Linked DNA regions of Canis lupus: all the other regions are linked to region 1. Evidence: chromatin contacts called from public Hi-C data. All regions are on one chromosome and are shown on one strand. The core of a region is the stretch at or near the end of the contact, and the rest is flanking DNA. Distances in the headings are between cores, read along the strand shown.

Region 1 (2,700 bases), core at 28-2,527:
GAAACCTAGAAAGCAGTCCTATTAGGTAAAATATGTAACTATAGACAGAGCTATATCTATATATAACACAAATAAATGTGACAGTAAAAGGTGAGTAGGGGACTGGAGGTAAAGGAGGGATTTAGAAAGATTTTGCTGAATACCAGTAGTGAAGCTTTTGGGAAAGTTGACACGCACCCGCAGCAGCGCTAAGGTTCTGGCCGATCGCCCCGCCCCGCCCCCTCCTGTTCCCGGGCCGCGCCCTGCCGGCACCCAGGTTCCTCCCGGCCCCGCCTCTGCTCGTACTCCGCCCCGCCCCTGCCCCCCGCCCCGCCCCCGCCCCGTTCCGTCCCCCGGCCGCGCCCTGCCGGCACCCAGGTTCCTCCCCGCACGCTCTCCGGCCCCGCCCCACGCTGCTCCCAGGTCCTGCCCGGTCCCGCGCTCCGACCCGCCCCACACCTTGGCCCCGCTCCCAACCCGTTCTACACTCAGGCCCCGCCTCACAAGCCGACCCGCCCGCGCTCCCGCCTTGCCCTGAATCAGCCCCGGCAGAGCCCGGCCAGATTCCCCCGGCCGCCCTGCACTTGGTCCGCGGTGCCCCCGCGCCCCTGTCCCGCCCACGACTCGGCCCCACCCTGCCCTCCGCCCCGCCGCACTTCTCGGCGCCGCTCCGGCGTCGGCCCCGCCCCGCGCCCGGCCCCGCCCCGCGCCCCGCCCCCGGCCCCGGCCCCGCCCCGCGCTCCCGCCCGGCTCAGCATCCCCTCGGAGCCCCGCCCTGTCCCCCGCCCGCGCCCTATCCCTCCGGCCCTCCTTGCACTCCCGCCTGCTTCCCAGTCGGCCGCGCCCAGCAACGCCCCCAGCTCCCGCCGGGTCCTGAGCCGCGGCCCAGCTCGACGACTCGGCTCCACCCTCCATCTCCGACCTGCCCTGCCCTGGCCTCGGCCCCTCGGCCCCTCGGCCCCTCGGCCCCGCCCCCGCCCCTCGGCCCCGCCCCCGGCCCCGCCCCTCAGCCCCCGCCCCGCATCCCGGCCCCGCCCCCGGCCCCGCCCCCGCCCCGCCCCTCGGCCCCCGCCCCGCATCCCGGCCCCGCCCCCGGCCCCGCCCCCGCCCCGCCCCTCGGCCCCCGCCCCGCATCCCGGCCCCGCCCCTCGGCCCCTCGGCCCCTCGGCCCCGCCCCGCGCCGTGGCCCCGCCGAGCTCTGCGTCCCGTGGGGCTCCGCCGCGCAGGGAACGTCTGCAGGACCAGGAGCTCCCGCGGCCCGGACCCCGTGGCCCGCGTGGCCGCTGCAGCCCGAGCGGCCGGGCGAGGAAAGATGGCGGCCCTGACGACGGTCGTGGTGGCGGCGGCGGCCACGGCGGTGGCGGGAGCTGTGGCGGGGGCGGGCGCGGGCGCGGCCCCCGGGAGCGGCGTGGGAGCCGCGCAGGTGCCGCAACAGGTAACCCGCGGAGGGCCGGAAGCCGTTCCCGCGGGGGGGCGGGGCTGTGGGCGCTGTGGGCGCTGCGGGCGCCGGGGCCGGGACGGGGCCGGGACGGGGTCGGGCCCCCGCCGAGCTGGTGTCCGCCGCAGCGCCTCCGGGGGCGGGGGCGGGGGCGGGGGCGCGGGCGCTGGGAGCCTCCCCTGGCCGCGGCCGGGCCCACGCCGGGCGTCGCGCTCTGTGGGCTTGTGCGTGCAACTGCTTTTTCAGAGCCACGGCCATGTGGCTTTGGCATCGAGGCAAAGTCTGGGTGGGAACCCTGGCTCCGCCGCCCCCAGCCCCGTGATGAGAACCTAACGTCTTGGCGACTCCGTGCCTTCTGGTCCCCACGTCCGCGGGGCCCTGCACGGTGCCCGGTCGTTGGTGGCTGCTCCGTTATTGTGTCTGAGCGAGGAGCACAAGAAGAGCTAAACACGGGGTGGTCTCGTATCTGCCTAGGACCTCGGTCTCCGCGCCGGGGACCAGAGGATCCTCAGGGACGGCTGGGTCCAGTTGCTTCCGCCAGAGACCTCCACTGCTCTCGTTGTCCCGCAGCCCACACCCAGAGCGTGGGCAGCCCCCCGTGTCCTACCTGCAGAGTAAGTCAGAAATCCCACTCACTCTTCACATCTCCAGTGCCGCTGCCCTTGTCCACACCATCATTTCTCCCTGGCTGAAATACTTTCTGAATTGGTTTCTGTTCTAACATTCTTGCCTTCTTAAAGTATCCTCAACAGCCGGGGCAGTTCAGTCCAGTAATGACACTCTTCAGCTCAGAGCCCTCATAGTAAAAGCCGATGTCCTTTCCACGGTCTGCAGAGCCTTCTGCTTGTCCCTCAGGCATGCCTAGCACTCTCCTACCTTAGGACCTTTGTCATTGCGATTCCCTCTTCCCTCTTGATTCTGTGGCTAGCTCTGTTTTCTTCTTTTTTAAAAAAAAAAAACTTCTTCTATTTATTCATGAGAGACACACAGAGAGGCAGAGACATAGGCAGAGGGAAAAGTTCCCCTCTCTGCTGAGCAGGGAGCCCCATGTGGGACTTGATCCCAGGACCCCGGGATCATGATCTGAGCCAAAGGCAGATAATGGTCAACCACTGAGCCACCCAGGCACCCCTAGCTCTGTTTCTTTCATGTAACTTTGTTCAAGTGCCATCAGCTCAGTGATTCTTTTCTTTTTTTAAAATTTTATTTATTTACTCATGAGAGACACAGAGAGAGAGGGAGAGACTTAGGCAGAGGGAGAAGCAGTCTTCATGCAGGAAGCC
Region 2 (2,902 bases), core at 105-2,604, 280 kb before region 1:
CTGAAATGTATACTTGATAATTTGGGAAGAAAATTAAAGTACTTAAACTCATAACCAATTTAACATATTTTCTTCGCACACCATGTGAATATGAAGAACAATGCAAAATTTGGATCAATTTATTTTTTTTCAAAGATTTTATTTATTCATGATAGACTTAGAGGGAGAAAGAGGCAGAGGCACAGGCAGAGGGAGAAGCAGGCTCCATGGAGGGAGCCCGATGTGGGACTTGATCCCAGGACTCCAGGATCGCGCCCTGGGCCAAAGGCAGGCGCTAAACCGCTGAGCCATCCAGGGATCCCCTTGAATCAATTTAAAGTATAAAATGGAGCAATTCCAGTAAAATTTGCCCTTGACGTTGGTGACTCTGGGTTTATTTATGCATGCCACAGGCGTGGTGAATGGGGAAATGTTTATCGCACTTGTAATTAGCATTATTTCAGTGAATAAATGGAAAAGCACTGATTTGAAGCGTTGTCAGATGAAGTACAAGCAGAGGAAATTTTGGCAGGGAGTAGGGACTGCCTGGGAATTAAAAATATGGAGGTGGACAGAATTTCTGAACTGGGTTGGTAGGATAAAACTAGGATGGGGGGACTTGAGATTGATAGGGTAGAATTAGGTATTTGGTTTCATAAGGCTTTTTTTTAAAAAATATTTTATTTATTTATTCATGATAGACATATATAGAGAGAGGTAGACACAGGCCGACGGAGAAGCAGGGATTCCGCCCCCCCCTCTTTTTTTTTTTAAGATTTTATTTATTTATTCATGAGAGGCACAGAGAGAGTGTGTGAAGCAGGCTCCTTGCAGGGAGCCCGACCTGGGACCGATCCCGCGTCCCCAGGATCACACCCTGAGCTGAAGGCGGCGCTAAACCGCTGGGCCGCCGGGGCTGCCCTTCGTAAGGCTTTTTATACTTTTTACTTGATTGCCTTTTTGCTCTTCCTTTTTATTCAGCGGAACTCCAGTCTTCTTGGGTTGGGCAGAAGGAGCCCTAGAGAGGAAACTGTCGGCGTGGCTTTCTCGCAGGGTTCGCTGCGCTGCGCATCCCTGCCCAGGGACGTGGCCCACGACCTCAGAGAAGGGCCCTGGCGGGAAGGAGCCAGGGGGAGCGGCAGGACCCGGGTTTGGCTAAGCCCGCGGTTTCTTCATTCAGGGTTTAGGCGCTCCAGTCGGGGACGGAGAAGCCGCGGCTGCAGCCCTCACCCCAGCACCCAAGTCTGCACCGAGCAAACACCCTGGCGGCGACCCCATCCACCGCCTCCAACCCAGGCGTCCGGGGACAGTGAAAGGCGCAGCAGCAGCAGCAGCAGCGCAGGGAGCGTGCCTCTGCCTCGGTGACAGTCCCCCTGCGCCACTGCCGGTCGTCGGCCCCTTCCGGGCCTCCCTCCCTTCTGCGCGGAGGCCTCGGAGGGTTCCTGGGGCCGGCGGCCGCGAGACCAGCCCAGCGCCTAACCGCAGAGGTCTGCGCGCGCAGGGGCGTGGGCGTGGGCACGTGGTGGGCGGGGCCTGAGCTCCGGGCCGGGGCCCTCCTCCCGGCGGCCCGCGGGCGGTGGGCGTGGGCACGTGGTGGGCGGGGCCTGAGCTCCGGGCCGGGGCCCTCCTCCCGGCGGCCCGCGGGCGGTGGGCGTGGGCACGTGGTGGGCGGGGCCTGAGCTCCGGGCCGGGGCCCTCCTCCCGGCGGCCCGCGGGCGGTGGGCGTGGGCACATGGTGGGCGGGGCCTGAGCTCCGGGCCGGGGCCCTCCTCCCGGCGGCCCGCGGGCGGTGGGCGTGGGCACGTGGTGGGCGGGGCCTGAGCTCCGGGCCGGGGCCCTCCTCCCGGCGGCCCGCGGGCGGTGGGCGTGGGCACGTGGTGGGCGGGGCCTGAGCTCCGGGCCGGGGCCCTCCTCCCGGCGGCCCGCGGGCGGTGGGCGTGGGCACATGGTGGGCGGGGCCTGAGCTCCGGGCCGGGGCCCTCCTCCCGGCGGCCCGCGGGCGGTGGGCGTGGGCACGTGGTGGGCGGGGCCTGAGCTCCAGGCCGGGGCCCTCCTCCCGGCGGCCCGCGGGCGGTGGGCGTGGGCACGTGGTGGGCGGGGCCTGAGCTCCGGGCCGGGGCCCTCCTCCCGGCGGCCCGCGGGCGGTGGGCGTGGGCACGCGAGGGGCGGGGCTGCGGCGCCCGGCACAGTCTCGGGGAAGGCGCTGCCCGCGAGGTGTCCCGAGGGGAGAGGAAGACGCGGGAGCCGCGGGGCTGGGCGCGGGCCTGGGCGCGGGCCTCCGCGGTGCAGGCGAGTAAGCGGGCTCCCGGGCGGGAGCGGCGGCGGGAGCGGCGGCGGGGCTTGCGGCGGGCTTGAGGCCGGCGGACCCTCTCCCTCTTCAGGGAGAGTCCGGGCAGCCTTCTGCTTTGCTCGTAGGTTTCCCTTTGACCAGAAAACCTGTTTCTGGGGAAAAACCACCTCCGAACGTAAGCAAGTGGCCGAGAGGTTCTGCGTGAAGCGTCTGCGGGACCCTGGGAGCCAGGGCTGAAACTTTCGGTTTTGGTTTTTGTCTTTGGCATCTTGGCCAAAAGCTGATTTGGTTAAAAGCAAATTTGGGGCCGGCCGCTGTGAGCTGGGTTTTAGGCAGTCAACTAAAAAAATAAAAAATAATCTTTAAAGATATGGTGCATTTTAAGACTTGCAATAGTGTGTTGATTATAAGTGGCGTTCAGGAACTCCGTATTCAGTCTCCTTTATCTCAGAAAAAGTAGATGAAAACTCCGTCATCTCCTTCCGAAGCGCAGTACATGTCACCTGCCCACCCCTGTGGATCTGGGAACAAATGGTGTCTGGGCCGCGGGGTCCTTGGCACCTTGTCTGTTGTCGTTTGCTCCTCCCGGTGTTCTTGTTTATTGAACTGACACCTGCTAATACATCTCTTGTC
Region 3 (2,700 bases), core at 131-2,630, 490 kb before region 1:
CTCGCTCAGTCATTAACAAATTACTTATCTTAGGGTATCTGAGTGGTTCAGTGGTTGAGCCTCCACCTTTGGCTCTGGTGGTTATCCCTGGGTCCTGGGACTGAGGTCCGCATCAGGCTCCCCTAGGGAGCCTGCTCCTCTCTCTGCCTATGTCTCTGCCTCTCTCTCTCTCTCTCTCTCTGTGTGTGCCTCTCATGAATAAATAAATAAAATCTTTAAAAAAAAAAAAAGATCACGCAAAGTAAAAGCAATGTGTCAATATCATCAATTCATTTTCTCACTTTCTTCAACCCTCTTCTATGAGAGAGAAGGGTACCTGGGTGGCTCAGTGGTTGAGCATCTGCCTTTGGCTCAGGCCTTGAGGAGCCTGCTTCTCCCTCTGCCTCTCTCATGAATAAATAAATAAAATCTTTTTTTAAAAACTACCCATCTTTGCCCCCCCCCCTTAACACCTGCATTTTTTCAGCACTACTTCCACTCCACGGAGTGTCTTTCTAAGTAAAAGAAAAGCTACACACGAGACCCAATTCCCTTAGGTAGAGAACTGCCAAACCAGCAGCTGCCATCGTTAACTTTCAGGTGGAGAGAGTCACAGCTGTCATGGGCCAAACGTCGCCAGTTATTGCAGGACTCCCTTTGCAGCCACCAGGGGAAAAGCCCGAGAAAAAGGTGAGGTCCTCACTTATCTTTTCTTTCTCTACTAAGGAGACACCTGAAAGTCACACCGGGCGGCCGAGGGCCCAACGGCAGTACCCAGGAGAGAGCGTACGGAGGAAGCCCAAGTTCCTGCGCGACGAGCGGATTACCGGGAAAAACAGAAGCCCATCTGTCCACGGGGGAGGGACACCCGTCGGCCCGGAGCGGCTGCGAGTCGGGGAGGTGGGGCTGCGAGCCGCGGGCGGCGCAAGGCCGGGGCGCCCGGGGGGCTCGCGAGGGCAGGTGGGCTGCGGCCGCCCGCCGCCGGGGCCCCCGCCCCGGGAAGTCCCCCGGAGCCTCGCCCGCGCCAGCCGGGAAGCCGCCCAGCCCAGACAGGCGGAGGAGCCGCCCGGGCAGAGCCACGTCGGAGGACGGAGCCGGAGGCTGACAGCCCGGGAGCGCGAAGGGCCGCGGCGCGCCTCAGGGGGTCGCCCTGAGGGCGCTGCCAGCCTGCCAGCGACTCCCCTCACGCGGATCGGCGGCGGCGGCGGCCAGGCGGCCAGGCGGCCAGGCGGCGAGGCGGCGGGATACTCACGTAGGGCTGGTAGAACTTGGAGAGCCGCGGCTTCCCGTGGTTGTTGAAGATGAGGATCGCCTTGATCATGGCTGAGCCGGGCGGACCGGGTGGGCGCTGGGGGCCGGGGCGGGGGCGGGCGCGCGAGCCTCGCCTCGGGATCTCGCCGGCGATCCTTCCCCACCCGCCCCCTCCCGCACGCGCGCGCGCGCGCTCCCGCGTCGCGGGGCGGGGCCGGGGCGGGGCGGGGCGGGGCCGGGCCGGGCGGGGCGGGGCCGGCGCGAAGGGAAGCGGAAACATCTCCGGCCCGAGCCCACCTGTCCGGGAGGCGCCTGCGCACTTGGCGGCGCGCTGGGCTCGCAGACTCCCTCCGGAGGGCTGTTCCTCTGGCAAAACCGCACTTGCGGTGTTCACGGTCGGGGCTCTGCGACATGCTCCGCACAGAGGCCCAGCCGGCAGCCCCACCTTTCAGCGTTGGGTTTTCCGCTCCCCCGCCCCCGCGCCGCCCTCCGCCGCCTCCCTAGCGACGCCCCTGGCGTAAAGCCCGCCCCCGGCACGCGCCGAGCCGCCACTTCCGCCCTCGCTCTGCACTGAGCAAGATGGCTGAGGAGTCGGAGTCCGGGCTGCAGCTCCCTCCCTCGACTGCTGCTGAGGGCGAAGGACCTACGGAGGTCTCCCCAGAAACAGCCACTCCGGAGCCCCCTTCTTCCGCCGCCGTCTCCCCGGGAACAGAGGAACCTGCTGGCGACACCAAGAAAAAAAGTAATTTTTTGTGAGCCAATTTCTAGGCGAAGGCGGGAGGTTTGTGTAGATTGCGTCTGACTAGGTCCCTGGCGGCCAATAAAGGAGCAAAATTCAGAGGAGGGCTGGTCCCAGCCTTGGCTTTTGGCCAGTCCGGAGAGAGGAAGTGTAGTTTCCGGCTTTTGAGACCTTTGAGTTGGGGACTCTCAGGCCGGCCGGCTCTGGACCTCCCTGCGCGGCGCGGCGCGGGGCGGGGCCCTGGGCGGGCTCCTGGGCGGGCTCCTGGGCGGGCCCCTAGGTGGGCCCCTAGGTGGGCCCCTGGGCGGGCCCCTGGGCGCCGCAGTACTTCCCACGCCGCGCTCCTCTCTTCTTCCGAGCGGGTCGGACTGCGGGCTTGTGGAGCGTGGGAGCTGAGGGGCGCCTGGGTGGCGCAGTTGGTTAAGCGTCTGCCCTGGGCTCAGGGCATGATCCCGGGGTCCTGGGATCGAGCCCCAGGTTGGGCTCCCTGCCCGGTAGGGAGCCTGCTTCTCCCACTTCCCCTGCGCGTCCCCTGCTTGTGCGCGCGCGCGCTCTCTCTCTCTCTCTCTCTCTGTCAAATAAAATCTTTTTAAAAAAGAAGAAAGTGGGAGCTGAGTGGGACTTCGGTAGTTCCAGGTATTAAACGTTGGGACATAATTATTTGACTAATGATTTAAGGTCATAGGGATACTCAGTAGCAACTCTGGTTTAGAATCCACGCTTTCCGACGA

Evidence for each region. A called contact is a pair of places that touch in the nucleus more often than the background predicts.
Region 2: a contact with region 1 is called in a Hi-C map of blood, with 4 times the contacts expected there. The contact joins the enhancer-like site here to the promoter of CCDC112 in region 1. A contact is called at or near these places in 6 of 9 Hi-C or Micro-C datasets (amygdala, blood and liver).
Region 3: a contact with region 1 is called in a Hi-C map of blood, with 4 times the contacts expected there. The contact joins the promoter of AP3S1 here to the promoter of CCDC112 in region 1. A contact is called at or near these places in 2 of 9 Hi-C or Micro-C datasets (both in blood).

The regions. Positions count from the first base shown.
Region 1 is chr11:5,321,736-5,324,435 of UU_Cfam_GSD_1.0, reverse strand. CCDC112 (coiled-coil domain-containing protein 112) reads left to right here and starts at 1,277. Exons shown (of 9, transcript XM_038551839.1): 1 at 1,277-1,414. The coding sequence starts at 1,292.
Region 2 is chr11:5,600,158-5,603,059 of UU_Cfam_GSD_1.0, reverse strand. No RefSeq gene overlaps it. Among named protein-coding and RNA genes, the nearest start is that of TICAM2, 19 kb to the right of the region's middle. Within about 2 kb of position 1,354, at least 16 of the 20 cell types and tissues checked have an H3K27ac peak or open chromatin away from gene starts, as enhancers often do. A contact at or near this core is called in blood, where this site is marked.
Region 3 is chr11:5,812,217-5,814,916 of UU_Cfam_GSD_1.0, reverse strand. It overlaps AP3S1 (AP-3 complex subunit sigma-1), which reads right to left and starts at 1,380. Exons shown (of 5, transcript XM_038551848.1): 1 at 1,232-1,380. The coding sequence starts at 1,300. ATG12 (ubiquitin-like protein ATG12) reads left to right here and starts at 1,527. Exons shown (of 5, transcript XR_005366528.1): 1 at 1,527-1,972.